Linked DNA regions of Danio rerio: region 1 is linked to region 2. The links are chromatin contacts, called in public HiChIP or PLAC-seq maps. All regions are on one chromosome and are shown on one strand. The core of a region is the stretch at or near the end of the contact, and the rest is flanking DNA. Distances in the headings are between cores, read along the strand shown. Region 1 has its middle 48 kb from the start of fscn2b. Region 2 overlaps bahcc1b (BAH domain and coiled-coil containing 1b).

Region 1 (4,725 bases), core at 1,874-4,373, 200 kb before region 2:
GATAGAAGCTGATAAAAGTTTTTGACAAGTAAAGGGTGAGTAAAATTTTTTAGCTTTGGGTAAACTATCCATTTAATTCTTTTAGTTTGATTGAAGTCACGTTTAACTGCATTACTGTCTAAATCCACCTAAAATCCCACACTGAGCTGAACTGTTAATATAAGATGAGAAAATATGTTTGGTCTGTTTATTTTGTAAAATAATAAAAAAACTAAAGAACAGGTAAGCCGTTGCAAACAAATAGAATGTACAATGAATTGTTTCTAATTGCCCTAATGCACAAAAACAATTTTTTTTTAAAGAAGAGCACCTATAACTCACAGAAAAAATATGTGTGGATTGGGATTAGGAATATTTACAGATATTTAAAATATTTATTAATTAATTCATTTTCCTTCTGCTTATTCCCTTATTTATCAGGGGTCCCTACAGTGAAATGAACCAGCAACTTAGCTATGTTTTAAGCAGCGGATGCCCTTCCAGCTGCAACCTAGTACTGGGAAACATCCATACACATTAAAACGCTATAGCCAATCTAGTTTATTCAATTCACCTAAAGCGCATGCGTTTGGACTGTGGGGGAAACTGGAGCACCCACACAAACACAGGGAGAACATGCAAACTCCTCACAGAAATGTCAACTGACCCAGCAATGACTCGAACCACCAACCTTCTTGCTGTGAGGCCAGAGTGCTAACCACTAAGCCAACGTGCCGCCATATTCAAAATAGATTACATTTCTTATTGTATTTGCACACAAATAAAACTGATAGGACATCCCAGATGAACACATTTTAATATATGCTTTGTATGAAAACTATAAAAGTATTTTACAGTGAATCTTGAGCAGTTAAGGGGCAGAGGAGGAAGTGTTCTTGGGGTTTTTTGCCTTAATACACAACATGGCGCTACTTGTTTATTTTTGTTAACAGCCAAATAATTGTCAAATTCAAGTGTTTTTCTTGCCAATGAGATTATTTCAGATCTACACCGCTCCATCAGTCTAATCAGAATTAAAAAGAGCTCACTCAGACCCATATAGATTTTGACCTTAAGGTTTTTTAAACATCAATCTGATTTATGCCCAGAATATTTGGTTGAATGTACTTAAACACAGCAATTAAAAAAATAAAAAATAAAAAAATATATATATATATATATATATATATATATATATATATATATATATATATATATATATATATATATATATATATATATATATATATTGTATATGTTTTATTTTAACTTCAGAATACCTCCACATCTACAGTTTCAAAGTAGCTTCCTTAAAGGCATAGTTCACCCAAACATGAAAATTCAGTCATCATTTACTCACTCTTCACTTGTTTCAAACCAAAATAAAATATATTTTGAAAAATGTTGACTAAAGTTTTATTTTTCCTACTATGGAAGTCAATGGTTACAATGAGATTATTTCAGATCTACACCGCTCCATCAGTTTGATCAGAATTAAAAAGAGCTTAATCAAAATGATATAGATTTTTACCTCAAGGTTTTTAAAACATCAATCTGATTTATGACCAGATTATTTGGTTGAATGTACTATAAACACTGCAACTTTAAAATAATAATGTGCGGATCGATACTAAAATATCGATATCTCCGATACTAGCTATGTTCTAGAATCGATTGTCCTATCAAAATATTGATATTTCAGTAATTTAGAGCAGATATGTAGTTTATTGGAAATAGTTATACAGCGGAAAGTAACCATAATTACCCTAGTTTACCTGAATAATGCCAACTTAGTCGCAAATACTTGTTCTTCCGCCTGCCAAGTCATGTGCCCAATATGACACTGTACAACTGCAGAGCACACTAGATAGCCACTCAGTCCGCTGGCACATGTTGTTCAGTCATGCTGTCACTGGATATGGGTGACCGCAAGCAAAGTTATGTGTATAGCTACTTCGCTTATATAAACTCAAACGATGCAATTTGTGACAAGTGCAACAAAACAGTGAGGTACTGTGGTAATACCACAAACCTTATCAAACATAAATCACAAGACAGAATATGACTACATCATAACTAGACAGTCAGAAGAGGAGGAAAGAAGAAGCACAGGTGTTGCTAAGGCGAGACAGACATCACTTTCAGAGTCCTTATGTGCATCAGGCAGGAACTATCCAGGTATACAGAAGGAGAAAATGTGGCGATGTGTCTGTATTTTGGGGACTTGGGTTTTTGTGACAATGAATATGTAAGTTGGCTCTTTTTTGTAGGATAATTCTTCATCAATAAACGAGAATAACCCAAAATACGTCTCATATTCAGTATGAAGTGACACTTTTTAGTACACTACTTGGTACTTTAATTTCCCAAACAGTAATTTTTGAGCAAAATATCAGTATCGGATCGGTATCATCGATACTCGCCTTCATTTTACTTGGTATCAGATCGGAAAGGAAACCAGTGGCACATCACTACTTTAAATATCGAACTACTTTTTCTAAAAGACAGTCGTTTTTAACTTCAAAATACCTCCAGATCTACAGATTCAAAGTAGCTTTCTTAAAGGCATAGTTCACCCAAAAATTAAAATCTGTCATCATTTACTCACCCTTCACTTGTTTCAAACCACAGAAGAAGATATTATAAGAAAATATTTTGTTTTTTTCTACTATGGAAGTCAATGGTTGCAGACTTTGCAGCTTTCTTCAAAATATCTCTTGTGTGTGTTTAACAGAAAAACTCATAAAGGTTTGGAACCACTTGAAGGCGAGTAAACAGTCAGAAATGTTCATTCTTTCGTGAACTATCCCTTTAACACGTGTTCGGTTAGTTTTCCCCCCTGCGACTTGTCCATATCTTTAGCCCCTTTTTACGTTTTGTCACTTAATCTTTGGCTTCATCGGTTTTAACTGTTTTGTCTCCATTTATCTCTCCCCCTCTCCCTCTTTATATCTATTGCTCCATCCTTTTTCTCTCTGGTTCTCTCTGAGAGTGCTTATTGTAGTGCCTGAGGAGGACACAGACAAAGAGCGTTTGCGCTTCCCCGCCACCTCCTCTCTGTCTGTGCTTTTCCCCGAGGCGTCTCTCCTCCACCATCACCCCCTCCTCCCTCTCACCGGGGTCCTGTCTCGCTCCTTCCCCTTCTTCTGTTGTTCATCGAACTCCGCTCTCTCCATGTGCTCCGTCTCTCCTGCAGGTCTGTTGTTCTCACCCTCTCCACACTCTTCGGCTCCAGTGCTGTCACACACACACAAACAGACACAACACACTGTAGGAAGGTTCAAACATATATGTTGAAGTCAAAAAAAATAATCTTTTGCAAATATTTCCCAAATGATGTTTGACAGAGCAAGGAATTTTTCACAGTATTTTCTATAATATTTTTTCTTCTGGAGAAACATTTTTTTATGTTTGTTTTATTTCAGCAAAAAAAAAAAATATTTAAAAAATATCAATTTTAATATCTATATCATTAGCCCCCATTAAGCATTTTTTTTCTGATTGTCTACAGAACAAAACCACTGTTCTAGAATGACTTGCCTAATTATCATAACTTGCCTAATTAACCTAGTAAAGCCTTTAAATGTCACTTTAAGCTGAAAACTAGTATCTTGAAAAATATCTAGTAAAATATTATTTACTGTCATCATGGCAAAGATCAAATCGAATAGAAATAGAATAGAAATTGGTTATTAAAATGATGGTTAGAAACGTGTTAAAAAGAATCTTCTATCCGTTAAACAGAAATTGGGGACAAAAATATACAGGAGGGTTAATAATTCAGACTTCAACTGTACATGGCATTATTCCAGCCTGATCTCATGAGGAAACGTAAGTATTTTACGTTTTGTCAGTTTAGTGTCTAATTCGTACGAATTCTTACCAGTTAAGTCATACGAAAATGTACGATTTTAAAAAGGAGGCGTGGCACCCAACCCCACCTGTTATTGGGTGATGAGCAAATCGTACTAAATTGTACGAATTAGATCATACAAATTCATACGAATTAGCCACTAAATAAAAAAATTACAAATTGCCGTGAGATTGCGTTGATTATTCAGTACCTCTAGGATTTTATGGGACATTTGTCTGATATTATGCAGCCTGAAATGATTTTGCTGTTACTTTCCTCCAGATTTGCAGCATTTTTTGTGTTGTGTTTGTTATAAGACTAGGGCCAGACAGAATCTGCAGACATTTTGTGATATTTCAGCGCAGAATTTTGTTAAAAAATCTGCAGATTCATGTGGAATGATTTTGGAAGTATCATAACTAAAAACTTAACATATGTTAACTTAGCATACTTTACAAATTGTATTGTAAATAAATCATGTGAATATTTTCATATTAGTCAAAAATATTACTAAAAATTAACTTAAATACTGAATAACTATAAATTTACACACATTTACACATGCAGGTAAAATGAACAGAATCAATGATGGGCTAAAAATCTGCAGAAATCTGCAGAATTCTGCACGCACAGATTCCGTGAGGGCCTTAATATAACTAGTAAATCTAATATTAAAACACTGACAATTTTAAAGGGTTGGTTCACACATGAGTGAAAATGACATCATCATTATTTTCTTTTTTCTTATTATATTTTGAAGAATGATGTTTGCTGGCGTCAAATTCCATAGTAGGAAAGAAAATACTTTTGAGGTCAATATATGTTCAAAATATCTTCTTTTGTGTTTGAAAGTAAAACTAAAAGAGCTGTTAAAAATTTAGTAATGGTTGTCA
Region 2 (4,604 bases), core at 477-2,976:
TGATGATATTCCGAGCGCTGCAGCGGGTAATACATATTTTATAGGTGCACATAAAAAGGTGTACGTATCAATTATTAATAAATGATTTTCTGCCGGCATTGATGACGTGCAGATGCATTGTTTGAGGGGGCAGCGGTGATAGGTGCAGTCGGGCCAGGGCGTTGGGACTCTTTCAGTCTGTTGAGGCACATCAAACAGTGAAAGAAGAGACTGTGGGGTGGAGGGGATGGGGTACGATGTCGCTTCTGCCAACGGGGCTTTGCTGAATCACACACACACACACATACACACACACACACAAACGGAGCGTCGTACACTCACGCACAGCACTCAGCTGGCAGGCATAGTGAGTGGCGATGGAACACGCCAGGCTCTGTGCTACCAAGCAGAGGTAATTGGGCCAGATTACCAACCAGGTGGAAACATTCAGTCGCTCTTTTTCCTCTTCTCCCTCTCACTCTCTCCCTCTCTCTCTCTTTCTCTCTCTCTCTCTAGTTTAGTCACTTTTTCTCTATTTTGGAGAAGCGGAGAAAACGCATGCTATTTCGGAAGTTTTAGGACGAAGGTGGAACCACGTTCATTCCTAAATCAATTGATTTGCCATCTAGGCAGCGTATCACAGATAATCTATTAGAAGACACGGAGACAGGTGAAACGCAGAGAGAAAGAATGAGAGATACTAACTAGACTCGAGCGAACGCACTAATTTAAACTACAAGCCCTATCAAAGGCGAATGGCCTGGGGGCAGCAGTACCTCAGTGCAGAGCAGGGAGCGCCGCAGAGGAACGAGTGGACGGGGAGGTTGAGACAGGTTAAGATCAACAGTAGCGCAGACACTGCATTGTTAAATCAGGACTCAAGGCACAGAGAAGCGAGAAAGGAAGAAGTGATATGAAAGAAGGCCGACCGAGGTTTGACAGGGCATACCGGTGCTTTTGCAGGAACAAGACTGCTGTGGCACAAAACTACAAAATAACTCTTTGTAACGCCAAGGGTGAGGGCAACCACCACGTGGATGAATGTGGCCGACGGGTTCCACTTAAGTGAACTACAGGTTGATTTTGATTGCATCTGAGAATAACTAAACTATTGTTTATCTTAATACATCTAAATAGCCTATCTGTATTTTGTCTGACTTGGATTTATTGTTGTATTTTTTTAATGTAGGTTGTGACATTTACTCGTTTCTCCTTAACGTTTATGTTGACTCGTAAGTGTGAATGTTCGCAATAGTAGCCTACATTTTAGAATATAAATTAAATAAATAGGTCATTGAAGGAAAATTAATTAACAAAATGTAACAATTTTTTAATTAATGCACAAACAAAATGGACAAAACATATCGGTGCGAACACGCACACGCAGGCCTACACATAGCCTACATAAACCTACACCAATATTTCATGTAAACAAAAAGTGCAAGGTCTAAAACTTAAATATAAACTACTTTTGTCCCAGTATATCATGTAAAATAATACACACAGTATTATAATGCCTATTCTGTATGAGCAAAATAGACACCTGTGTTGATTAAAAAGCCATAGCGGAAGAACAAGAAATTGATACGAGCGCACACACATAGTTATACACACACACACGTAATGATGCACCTGTATGGCATGAGCTGGCGTCCGCCTTGAGGCAGACGTTACAGACATCTGCTGAGGATATGGAAGAAAGAAAAGAAAGAGAGAGAGAGAGGGGGGGAAAGAAAGAAGAAAAGGAGATCCTACTGTACACATTACCCGCGCGCGCTGCCGGAGCAGCATTTGATGTGCACGCGAGACCTGAGCAGCACAACAAAATCCATCAATCTACCGGCGGTGCGGCTTTTAAATGTATTCAACTCCACGACAGTCGTCGAAGAAAGAGACAATGAACTGATTCTACATTAGAGATGAAAAATAACGACAGGAAAATATGCATTCACCCGAAAGCATATTTCTTGTGGACTTTCGTGGTCCGTCTCTGTGTGAAGCGCTGGCATAGAGTTATTTGTGTAAAGAACAAAATAATAATACTTTTAAAAAGACAGTGGGTGAGGAGGGTATAGCAGCAGGAGGCCGGAGAGAAGGACAGCCGCTAACGACCCCATCAGTACCCGCGCGCATTCACCGTGCGCCGGGGACCATCAGGGTCAGCGAGCGCTACAATAGATCTCGCTTTCTGAAATTTCCTACAACACAGCGAACGACGTGTCGAATTCGAGAGAAAATACATCAGTTGCGACTAAAGTACAGCAAATGTAATGTCTCGAATTTAAGTGGAAATGTTTTACTCTAAAACACAGCGGACATTGTGCATTGTGCCATAATTGGAAATACAATTATATAAATTATACTATATGGAAATACCACATATAAATTATTATTGAATACTATATATATATATATATATATATATATATATATATATATATATATATATATATATATATATATATATATATATAAGCATGTAAGTACGTACGATACACACTTATGTATAATTTTTAAAATGTATACAATAAAAAAACTTTATTAAAACTGGGACGTTTTATTTACATGCTGAGCACAATGAATAAAACAATAGGCATCAGTCATTGGGTGGCTATCCCAACCATATGAAACGTAAATATAATATAAAATGACAAATTACATTTTTGTACATTCTCTGAATTGCTTTTTGATTAATAACAAAAAGCTGAAGCATTCACTGATTGACGCATTCATTTGCCCGAATAATAAGTTATATATCTCATTAATAACCAAAATGCAAAGTGTACCTCTATCCCAAAGGTACTTTGAATGCTGGAGACACTTGTTAAATCTAATGCATGCACTGTCAACTCATTCGCACCCCGTCACATCACCGCTCAATATAGAAACCGGATTTTCTGGTATTACAGACGCCTCTTTTAGCACACACACACACATACACACAGAGAGCTACTGACCCTAATCTTGGAGACTTTTCGAACCACAGCGCTAACACACACACACACACACATATATATACACACACACACACACTCTCTCACACACACAAACACACACACACAAACGTATTCACACACCAAAGCTTGTGTTATTAACTTAAAGCAGCTGTGGCAGCAAACCACTCAAAGATGCACCCTAATAATTAACAGAAAATCACAGGGCTTTACTACAATAGATTCTACCAAACAACTTATTTTGAAAAAGATGGCTCAATGAACGTAAACCAAAGAGGACATTCCAGCTTTAAAGTAACAGTTAATTATAAAAAACCTCTATATTATTTATTAATCAACAATAAATATTAAATATAAAATCCAGCTCCCTATAAATAATCTACAGCCTATAAGGAAAATTTCCAATCTGCTTTAATGAAACGCAACCTTAGGATACAAGAAACGATCAGGGTTTCCTTAGCTCATATGTAAGCGTACCTGTTCAAATGTTGAATAAAACGATGTAATTCACACAACTGTGACTATAATGAGTCCATAACAAAAGATTATTTCCAGTAAGTCCTTAATTTCCCGATAAAAAATAAACAAGTGTAACATCGTGCTATAAAGTTAGACTACTTAATTGTGCTTAAAGTGTTTTAAACGCGTCCACTTATCGACAGGAAAGCACACCGTCTTACCTGAATGTGGAGGCATCGGTATATGTGAAGGGTAATATTTTCCAGGCTGAAAGTGACCGGGATGCTGCACTGTTGTGTGCCCGGCAGGAGTGATCCTCGAGGCGGCTCTGTGAACCAGCGCGCCTCGCTCTGCCAGAAGGTGCGGCGGAGGAGCGAAATCCCGGCCTTCCATCCCGATAAAAAACGATAAATCCGAAATCCAGAGCGGGAATCCACGAGAACCTATCCGAACGCCGCCCAGATGTTATAATCCCGTTAAGAGTTTCGCTTAGGTCTTGCATTCAGCACAGTTTTGGCTTTGACGGCCAAAAAAGTATGTCCCGATCATGTTTTCTGCAACACAAAAATCATAAAATATAGTTTAAATTACAAACCAGTAACACTGAGTGAGTGATACAAATCCACGAGATCGTATCATGTTAGTATCCTTTAATGGTAATCCTTCATTGAAAACACCAAGAGTGTACGTCCATTGCTGCGACTGCTGCATAAACACAAATTCTCCTCTCGACTCTCTCATCTCACCACAATTGAGCGAGCTTGCAGCACACCTCCACTTTTACACAGAAGACTCACTGCAGGCTATACACCATTCACAGAGACATGCCAGGATCAATACATTTTTTACAATATCCTCACGCCTATATGGAAAAAAACCAAGGACGTTAAGCAAAAAATAAAAAAATAGGGAAAGTGGACAAAGCTAAATCAGTCTTTCTGTCATTCACTCGACGAGGTGAAAACATTAGGAAAATCTGTACTCGCTGACGTTTGGTACGACGGACTCCATTACAAACACTAATTTATTTAGTGCATCAAACTATAAATGTATTTTATTCTTTCCATTTTGCCTTGATGAAACGGTTTGGTTCATCTGAACTGCATCAGCCTCGTTATTCGGGTACATCACAACGTATGATGGCGTCTATATTTCACCTTTGGCCTCTGGTCCTTATGTTTCTTAAATCATCGGCACAAGTAACATAGTATG

Evidence for each region. HiChIP or PLAC-seq counts read pairs in DNA pulled down with a chosen protein or histone mark.
Region 1: a contact with region 2 is called in an H3K4me3 HiChIP or PLAC-seq map of embryo, with 5 times the contacts expected there. The contact joins two enhancer-like sites. A contact is called at or near these places in 3 of 4 datasets of contacts at active chromatin or transcription factors (caudal fin, embryo and gastrula embryo).

What each region holds. Positions count from the first base shown.
Region 1 is chr12:36,412,403-36,417,127 of GRCz12tu, forward strand. No RefSeq gene overlaps it. Among named protein-coding and RNA genes, the nearest start is that of fscn2b, 48 kb to the left of the region's middle. Within about 2 kb of position 3,124, at least 22 of the 62 cell types and tissues checked have an H3K27ac peak or open chromatin away from gene starts, as enhancers often do.
Region 2 is chr12:36,617,980-36,622,583 of GRCz12tu, forward strand. It overlaps bahcc1b (BAH domain and coiled-coil containing 1b), which reads right to left. Exons shown (of 29, transcript XM_073918670.1): 2 at 3,614-3,946. The coding sequence starts at 3,785. Among named protein-coding and RNA genes, the nearest start is that of bahcc1b, 47 kb to the right of the region's middle. Within about 2 kb of position 1,727, at least 35 of the 62 cell types and tissues checked have an H3K27ac peak or open chromatin away from gene starts, as enhancers often do.